Linked DNA regions of Gossypium hirsutum: region 1 is linked to region 2. A link is a contact called in public Hi-C data. All regions are on one chromosome and are shown on one strand. The core of a region is the stretch at or near the end of the contact, and the rest is flanking DNA. Distances in the headings are between cores, read along the strand shown. Region 1 holds the start of LOC107962057 (putative pentatricopeptide repeat-containing protein At1g10330). Region 2 holds the start of LOC107963121 (pyrophosphate--fructose 6-phosphate 1-phosphotransferase subunit beta).

Region 1 (4,884 bases), core at 1,068-3,567, 140 kb before region 2:
TAAAATTTTTAACAAAAAGAGTAATTTACTTTTTAATCTAAAATATAATGATTAGATTACTCAATTTTTTAAATAAAACCAAATCTTTTAAAGAATCCAAATAATAAACTTACCAGGTAGAGCCATCCTACAGGTCTGTCAAAGGAAGCATAAGTCAATTAAAACAAACAATTATTGGTCCATCAAATTCAAATCAACAACGTAGCTAGCCTCCATATGTACGCCACTAAAACAAAAGGCATCTCTATTTTCCCTTTCCCTCACCAAAAATCCTACCTCAGATTTGGCCCACAACCAGAGACTAATGGAATTTTAAATACCCTCATGCTGCACACGTTCAGTCAGTCCATTTCGCCAAAAGTAAAAGGGTCCCCTCAATCCCAATTTTTGTGTTCTTCCCTTCACATGACAAATACATATATCGAGTCAAGACAGGCTAAAGAAAAAAAGTCAAGCAAGCATGAATTTCATTTGTCTTTCATATGTAAATCTCATCATGCTGATGTGTTTGCATCATAAGAGAGTTAACTCTTTGTCTAGGGGAATATTTGATTGTTCAATCTAAGAATGAATTCTCTAATATTTTGATTGGCATTTACCATCGATATTGCTGCTGCAGAATGCATGTGATTAGTTAAAGAATAGAGACTGCTTCCACAGGATTTTTACACGGAATCAATGAAGCTATAAGCAGGAACTTTCCTGATACCTGCTTCTACCATGGCTTTCCTCAAGTCAGCTGCACGATCCCATCTCTCCTTGTCGGCATTTATGGTAGACAACGCTAAATATGGTCCGCAATGTCGTGGCTGCAACTCAAGCAACCTTCTCCCCACTTCATTTCCAAGTTCAATGGCACCATGAATCTTACAAGCACCTAAAAGAGCCCCCAAAACCGAAGCATCAGGTTGAAATGGCATAGTGTTGACAAACTCAGTCGCTTGAGTCAAAAGGCCTGCTCTGCCTAAAAGGTCTACCATACACCCGTAGTGTTCCATTATTGGCACAATGCCATATTGGCACCACATTGATTGAAAGAATTGTGAACCCAACTGCACTCTCTTAGTGCGAGCACATGCTGTAAGAACAGCAACAAATGTGACCTCATTCGGACACATTCCGTCCACTTTCATCTTCTCAAACAAGTCCAAAGCCTCCTTTTCTCTACCATTACATGCAAAAGAAGAGATCATTGCATTCCAAGTACAAACCTCTCTATTAAAAACTCTAAAGGCAAAGTCTAAATGACCTCTTTTTCCATAAAAATCAATCAATGCCGTGCCCATGAAAACAGTCATAACGCCCTCGTTTCTGAAAATATGCCCATGTATCTGCCTCCCTTGGTAAAACCCCCTTTGCTCTTCTAAATTAGCACAACAAGAGAGCACGTTAACATAAGTAGCCTCACTCGGTTTAACCGAAAACTCTATCATTTTCTCAAAAACCCAAATAGCCTTTGCAAACTGTTTGCTCCTTACGAAACCATTAATAACACTTGTCCAAGACACCACATCCTTTTCACTCATGCGGTCAAAGAAGAAAAGAGCAGAACCCATATCACCATTTCTCCCAAAAGCATCAAGCATCACATTACACGCGACGATGCACGGGTTAAGAATTTTTTCGAACACTTTACGCACATTACTTAGGCTACCGAGTTTGGCATACAAACCAAGCAAAGATGTTTGCACGAAGGAGTCAGTCAAGACGCCACGCTTTAGTGCTTGGGCATGGAGGGGTGAGCAAGAGAGCGAGGCTAAGGATTGGGAGGTAGAGGCGGCTTTGAAAAGGGAAGTGAAAGTGTGGCCATTGGGGGGTGCCTGATGATGAAGCATGAAGGTGAAGAGTGTAAGGGAACAATGTGGGATTATGTTGAGATAAGCCCTTATTAAGGTGTTGTAAAGGAGGGTTGGTTTCCATTTGGAAGCAGTATTGAAGAGGAGAGCGGTGGTGATTAGCAGGGAATGGATTTGCTTGATTTGGTTTGGACGTTCGAGGAAACGTTGAAGGTGTTGCAGCAGATACTCAGAGTTCATGTGGCTTATTCGGGTTTCAGTGATGGCCCTTTCAGCTTTCTTCTATATCATGGGCCTCATTATGGGGAGGCCTATATCCAATTTTCTATTATCAAGGCAAAAGAAATTTAGGGCGTTCATAGTAATTTTATTGAAGCCATTAGAAAAAAAAACTTGCATAAAATAGAAGAATCACTATACTGAGAAATTAAGAGCTCATGATGGAACATAGGATCACCGCAATGGTACAAGACTCGCCTAAAAGCATCCTCTTCCAATGTCCTTTGATACCTTTCTGATACAGATTCTCACATATTTATATGCGAGTAAAAAATAGAAGAATTGGAGTTAATGCTGACATCTATAGAAAATTACAATTCTAACAAACCGTAAATACTAACTTTACTCGATCTCTTCGCTTCATGTTAATAGCTAATTTAATATCATATCATTCACCAAACCAACCTTTATTCTATTGATGGCAGTAAAAAACTAATTAAAAATTCAATAAAGGCAATTGCACCTATCAATTAATAGTATAACTATAATTAGTATAGATATCGTTCCCATGAAGACTAAAAGTACTAGTACTTGCGTCTTTTTATTATTTAACCGACAAATTAGAGTGATTGATTAAAAACTAAAATTAACTAAAGGACACGACAAATAAAAAATCAGGAAAATAATCGAGTAAACAACCAAGAAGCGAAACAATACTCAGAAAAGAATTCACCTAGACTTCATTTGTCATTATCAATCTAAATTACGCAGTTTCTTTACTTTGTATCTTGATCCGTAGAAATACATAAATTATGCTAATATATTTCTTTAAGACTAAGAGCAACTGATTCTAGGTTGATTAATTGAAATTTTTTTCTAACTAAAACCCCTATTATCTCATTAATTCTATCTATGAATCCCCCTATTAGATTTGACTCTAATCCGATAGATTGATGTCGTCCTATTTCTAGGATTGTATTTGTATGCAACTCCACTCAATTATGCTAAATCTACTTTTAAACATTGTCTATTCCTCCTCTGATTTAAGTACAACAAAATGGATTAATAGAACATAAATCAAAAGACAGAATTCATCATAGGGTTCATCTCCCCTAGGTATTTAGAAAGTTAGTTCATAATTGCAAATAAAAATATCTCAAAGACAATATAGCCATAAGAAATAAATAAACTCATAATAAACTTTAAAGAAATCAAAAGGAGATCTTCAGTCTTGATGGAAATCTATTTCAGAGTCGACTTCAATAGTATTTTCTGAGTTGTTTTCTTAAATATTCTATGACGGTTTACTCCCATCTTCTTATGTTTGTCATATATAGGTCTTGGAATGCTCGAAAAACCTAAAAATTATGTTTTTCCACGCGTTTGGAGTGAAATTTACAATCTTGACACGGCCTGGAATATGGCCGTGTGGCAGCTCGTGTGGTTCACACGACCGTGTGTCTAGCCCCTGTGGAATGACCCAGCTCGTGTGGCTCCTGAAAGTTGCTTCGATATTTCAATTTTTTGACTTTCGCTCCTTTTGTTCCCAAATACTCTCCTAAGTATAGAAACATGAATTTAAAGGATGAAACATAAAATTCACCATTTTAAATAGAATAAACATCCAAAAATACATTATGTATGATGCTAAAATATGTTACTTTTAGCATTTATCATTTACCCTTTTCTTTTGCAACTTGCCTTTGGATTAATGTTGCAACAGGCTTCCATGAACACCAACATGTCAACTTCACCTAAATAGTGGGCAAAAGTATCACCATTAAACTGATTTCGATCTCGTAAAAAATTGATTGAACATCACAATTAATTGAACATCACACTCTTTGAAAGATGACTACTAATCTCTCCATTTAATTTAGCTGTGAATCCAACTAGAATTGTGCCCTTAAGCTTTTGATCCCTACATTAGCATAATAAACCTCATAGATAGTAATAATGTCCATACCCTTTTTACAAAAAGAAAAACTGCATTGTTGCAAAATAATCATATGATCAAATCTTAATGTTTCTCACAAAAGAAAAACAATATTTATAATATATATAAAATACTAAAGATATTATTTTAAAATTTAAACAAAGAAAGAAAACCTTACCTACATGTATACCCTTTAGGCATAATCCAACCATATTTTCACAAGTATTTGGAGAAGCCTTGTAATTTGGAGCTTTGTTACACGTCTTTCAAAAACATGTTCCCTACCAAGTATGATTAATAATCTCAAATAGGAACTTTTACTTGTTAGACATTTAAATAGTAAGCTTTATGAAAAAGAGAGATGGTTAAATAATTGAATATTTAAAAGAATGAAATAAATAATTATTTTTTAAAGACACCATGGCAATGAGTGAGCAAGCAACTTCTTGTATAAACTAAAGAGCAGCTATATTTGATTATAGCAAGAGAATCATTTCTCTCCAATAATGCAATTTGTTGAAGTTACTTAACATCCCAAATAGAGAAGAAGTTCCCCATGTTGCCAAAAAAAGAGAGAAAAGCAACCTCATATCTTCAACTTGATAAATTAAGGAAAAATGGAAATAAGTAGATAATTATTATATCACCGAAATCTTTTAAAATACCTGAAACAAAAAAAAAGTCAAATTGAAATGCAAAAAAAGAAAGGAATGAATAATTACTGATAACTTTTCAGAGCATAAAAAATAATGGTTTTGCTGGTAATTGGCTAGTGCTGGAGCGGATTGAACTTCTTTAACAGTTTCAGTAGTTAAGAGAATTGTCGTTCACTAATAATTTTTGTTGTAGTGGATGAAAGAGCAGGGGATAAATCTTACCAGTAATGTTGTCGATGAGAAAAAAAAAATTTGCGAAAAAGGAGAGATGTTTTCT
Region 2 (4,535 bases), core at 1,051-3,550:
TAAATAACAAGAAAATATTTGAGAGTTTATATATACGAAACACTTAATGAAGAAAAAATGTTTAAAGGTGTAAAAAGCCCTCAAAGGTTTAAAAAAAACTAATTAAGCCCCTCTCTTTTTTTGCACTCAATTGAGCACTTAAACTTTCAAAATATATCAAAAAGACTCTCAAACTTCTTCAAAAAAAGTAATTAAGTTCTTGCTTTTTTTTGTATTCAATTGGGTACTTGAACTTTCAAAATGCGTCTTTTTCAAAATGCATCAAAAAGACCATTTCATAAATATTACAATTTTTTTATAAAAATCATAAAAAATAATAAATTATAAAATTTTATAAAAATCATAAAAAAATTAATGAACCCTAATTTTTTCCAATTAAAGTCATCACGTGTTGTAATATAGCATGACAAGTGATGAAAAATGATAAAAAAAAGAAGTAAAAAATCAATAAAAGTTATAAAAAAATTATAAAATGCTTCTTTTAGTACGATAATTTTTTATAAAAATTTTTCACAAAATTTATATTTCTTTACATTTTGTATAATTTTTTACGACTTTATAAAATTTTATAATTTTTTTATATTTCTACATGTTTTATAATTTTTTTACGATATTTATATTTTTTTCTAATTTTTAATATTTGAATTTTTAATTAAAATTTAATAATATTTATTGATTTTAATTTTTTTATAATTTTTAATAAAAGCAAGGTCTTAATTGTACTTTTTGACAAAGTTTGAGGGTCTTTTTTATACATTTTGAAAGTTTAAGTACCCAATTAAGTAAAAAAAGAAGTAGGGGCTTAATTGTTTTTTTGGAAAAGGTTTAAAAGTATTTTTTGATGTATTTTGAAAGTTCAGGTACCCAAATGAGTAAAAAAAATAGAACCTTAATTACTTTTTTTTTTTTAAGTTTGAGGAATTTTTAGATTTTAAGCCAAGAAAAAACATCTTGCAAGTGTCAGAGTGTAGAAGATGAAAGCACCTGGTAATGACAGAAAGGGGGAGCAATATGTTAAGTTCTTTGAGTTAGAGGGTGTAGCCCTACGCCCTGTTCGTAAAACTTTCCAGATTTGAGCACTTGGGGACATCTCTGGTTCCAATTTGTCACTAAAAACACTATCATTTAGGTTTGATTTGGTCAATCATTGGATCTTGCGTGCACTGAGATTGCTTTGCTAATCATATTTTATGGTTATCTGCACAAATGGAACCTATACGGGGATAGCAGACCCCTTAGGCAAAAAAAGCCATATCCTTTTGGGTGGAGATGGGCATAGCAGTGGGGTTTGCGGACTCCAATTGGTACTTTCTTTCGGTTTTAGATCACTCCCTCCTAACCCAATACCAAACTCAACAATTACAGGTAAGACCCAATCTGTTGGGCCGGACTCCTTTTCATATTTGTAGATATTTTAGGATGATTCCAATGAATATTTATGAACAAGCAAGCACTTTAATAATGAAATATGAGAAACTTGGAAGCAAAACAAAACAGAAAAAAAAATTGAAAAAGGAATATGAGAATATGCTTTCCCACTTCCCACCTAACCAAAAAAGCTAAGGTTATTCGAGGCTTCATGGTATATTTTTAAATATTCTTTTTACTATAATTAACATACAGGGTCTAAAAATTAAAATAATTTTATATATTTTTACATATAATTATTTATATGATTAACATTTTAATGAGCTAATCGTTAAATTTATCAGTATAATTATATTGATCATGCATGTAAATTTTTGTTTTGACCCAATATCTTTATCATATCGATCTAAAATGTTCTATATATTAATATATATTCAACGATTGAATTTATTTTACATAAAATAAATATATTAAATTTGACATGCAATGGTCTATATGAATAGGCATGAAATATAACAATTAAATCGTTAAAATATTGATCATATAAATAATTATGAAAGTGTGTAAAACTAATTTAATTTTTACACTATATGAGTGAATCTCTCCCCATTAATATATTATATAAAAAAATTTTGTCATAAATTTTAATATTTTACGTGTTTTGATTAGAGATGATAATAGATAACGGATATTCAATATTTGCAAATATCATATTTGTTTTGGATATTTTAATTACTATTCACAATAGATTTGTAACATTGCATATATTAATCATTATTTATTTTAATAATGGATAATCAAATTCGTAAATAATAGATTTAAATATTTGAATGCAGGCAGAAAATTCGAATATTTGAGGACGGTTTAATTAAATTTTCACAATATTTAATTTTTTATATATTACTTAAATTATTTGTTGCATGAACATATGGGTCATCGTATTACTCATGTTTATCGTGCATCTGCCTCCTTTCTTCTGCTATAATTTCATCCGTTACTGGATCCTGAAACTATTTGATTCATTGTCGTTTCGCTGGTAAATTTCTAAAATACCACCGATTTCAACGGGCAAACAGATACCTTTTCAGGGGCGGAGTCTCCCAAGAGCCCAAATATATTACCTGAAAGGACACTACTACCCTTCCCGTTTTGACTTAAAAGCGACTCAGGACAAATCTGATAGATTCACGCCACGCTTGAATCACTACTCACTAGTCGACTCGCAACTGATAGGACTGAGTTAGGTATAACCACCAAAAAAAATTTCCTAAGTAAAAAAGAGATGGCTCCCTCTTTTGTAACTAACGGCGGTGTAGCCGCCGTTGAAACGACTCCGTTCGCAGGACGTCTCGCCTCCGTTTACAGCGAGGTCCAAACGAGTCGTATCGACCACGCTCTTCCTGTACCTTCTGTTCTCAGAAGCCCCTTCAAAATTGTCGATGGTCCCGCTAGTTCCGCCGCCGGCAACCCTGGTTCTTCTCTCTTCACTTCGTTATTCTTCTTTTTCATTTTCGATCTAGTTTCTTTTTTTCTTTTTGTAATTTATCTGGATAATCATGCAAGTAAAACAATAGTATTTAGCTCAGTTCACTGAACTGGCAGATTTGTTTCTTGGCAGATGAGATAGCAAAGCTGTTTCCGAATCTGTTCGGGCAACCCTCGTCTATGCTGGTGCCGAACGGAATAGACAGTATCGGATCTGATCAGAAGCTAAAGATCGGTGTCGTTTTGTCTGGAGGGCAGGCACCTGGAGGTCACAATGTGATTTGCGGAATTTTCGGTTAGTCTTTTTTTTTTTCTCAATTACATTGTTTAAATAACATTGCATGTTACTTCAGAATTACGATACTTGTGCTAATGGAAACAAAATTTTTTCCCTTTGGAATGATAGATTACTTGCAGGAGCGTGCTCCAGGTAGCACTTTGTATGGTTTTAGGGGTGGTCCTGCTGGGGTCATGAAGGGAAAATACGTAGAATTGACTGCAGATTATATTTACCCTTACAGAAATCAGGTATTATTTGCTAGTATTTACAGAAATGTTAGTGTCAGGAAGCAAAAGAAAATAGTAACCTAATGAAGCCTAAAGATCCTTTTTGAATTTTAGCAGCGCGTGCTTAAATATTAATAGTGTTTGGTAGTAACTATGGCTTTTGGGAATTTTGACGATTTTGAAATTTCTACATTATTATCATATGAGAAGTTGGTGCGAGTATATGATAAAGTAGCTTCTGCTTAATGTTCCTCTTGTTGGTAAGAACAATTTAAACAATGTGAAAGAGCAGCATGGCAGTGTTTCATGCCACCTGCATTATAGGCTGTGTTATTTTCATATTAGTAAGGTTATGTTGTCTGTTAACCATGCATATTATTATTAATTTTAACTTTGCGTCTATACGTTACAACATATGCACTGACCCGCAAAGCAAAGATCCTAACAATTGTGTTTATTTATTCTAACCAGGGTGGCTTTGATATGATCTGTAGTGGGAGAGACAAGATTGAAACTCCTGAGCAGGTAAGGTTACATCTGTAAATCATTCTAGTTATTGAGTTTTTATCAACTAATAATTGCTGAATAAAGTTGGTACGATTTTCAGTTCAAGCAAGCTGAAGAAACAGCAGCAAAGCTTGATCTGGATGGGCTTGTTGTTATTGGTGGGGATGACTCAAACACAAATGCTTGCCTTCTTGCTGAAAACTTCAGGTACAGTTAGAGAAATTTTGTATTGTTGATATATATTGTTGCTGATGGAAAGTATGTATACCATATTACTTTACTTGCTTCTTCAATTTGCCAATTAGGAGTAAAAATCTGAAAACTCGAGTGATTGGATGCCCAAAAACCATCGATGGTGATTTGAAATGCAAAGAAGTTCCTACAAGTTTTGGGTTTGATACTGCTTGCAAAGTAAGGCTTCTGCGTTCACATTTTATAGGTCTTTATTTTAACATTTGTGCAAGTATTTCTTATACACCCTTTTGTTGTATATGCCACTGCATTAGATATGTACTCATGTTTGCTTATCTTCTTATAGATATATGCTGAAATGATTGGGAATGTCATGATAGATGCACGATCAACTGGAAAATATTATCATTGTGAGTGCTTAAAGCTTTCAAATTTCATGAACCTTTTGGAAGGGTTCATACCTATGTTCATGAATG

The links. Hi-C and Micro-C count contacts between places; a contact is called where the count stands out from the background.
Region 1: a Hi-C map of hypocotyl shows a contact between it and region 2, with 2.6 times the contacts expected there. The contact joins the promoter of LOC107962057 here to the promoter of LOC107963121 in region 2. A contact is called at or near these places in 9 of 34 Hi-C or Micro-C datasets (fibers, hypocotyl, leaf and 1 more).

The regions. Positions count from the first base shown.
Region 1 is chrA06:118,006,694-118,011,577 of Gossypium_hirsutum_v2.1, reverse strand. LOC107962057 (putative pentatricopeptide repeat-containing protein At1g10330) reads right to left here and starts at 2,317. Exons shown (of 2, transcript XM_016898278.2): 1 at 710-2,317; 2 at 1-399. The coding sequence starts at 2,036. The coding sequence ends at 338. LOC121230712 (a long non-coding RNA gene) reads right to left here. Exons shown (of 4, transcript XR_005928841.1): 2 at 4,130-4,232; 3 at 3,697-3,769; 4 at 3,192-3,573.
Region 2 is chrA06:117,868,200-117,872,734 of Gossypium_hirsutum_v2.1, reverse strand. It overlaps LOC107963121 (pyrophosphate--fructose 6-phosphate 1-phosphotransferase subunit beta), which reads left to right and starts at 2,300. Exons shown (of 16, transcript XM_016899706.2): 1 at 2,300-2,840; 2 at 2,987-3,148; 3 at 3,260-3,381; 4 at 3,832-3,885; 5 at 3,968-4,074; 6 at 4,173-4,278; 7 at 4,406-4,469. The coding sequence starts at 2,651.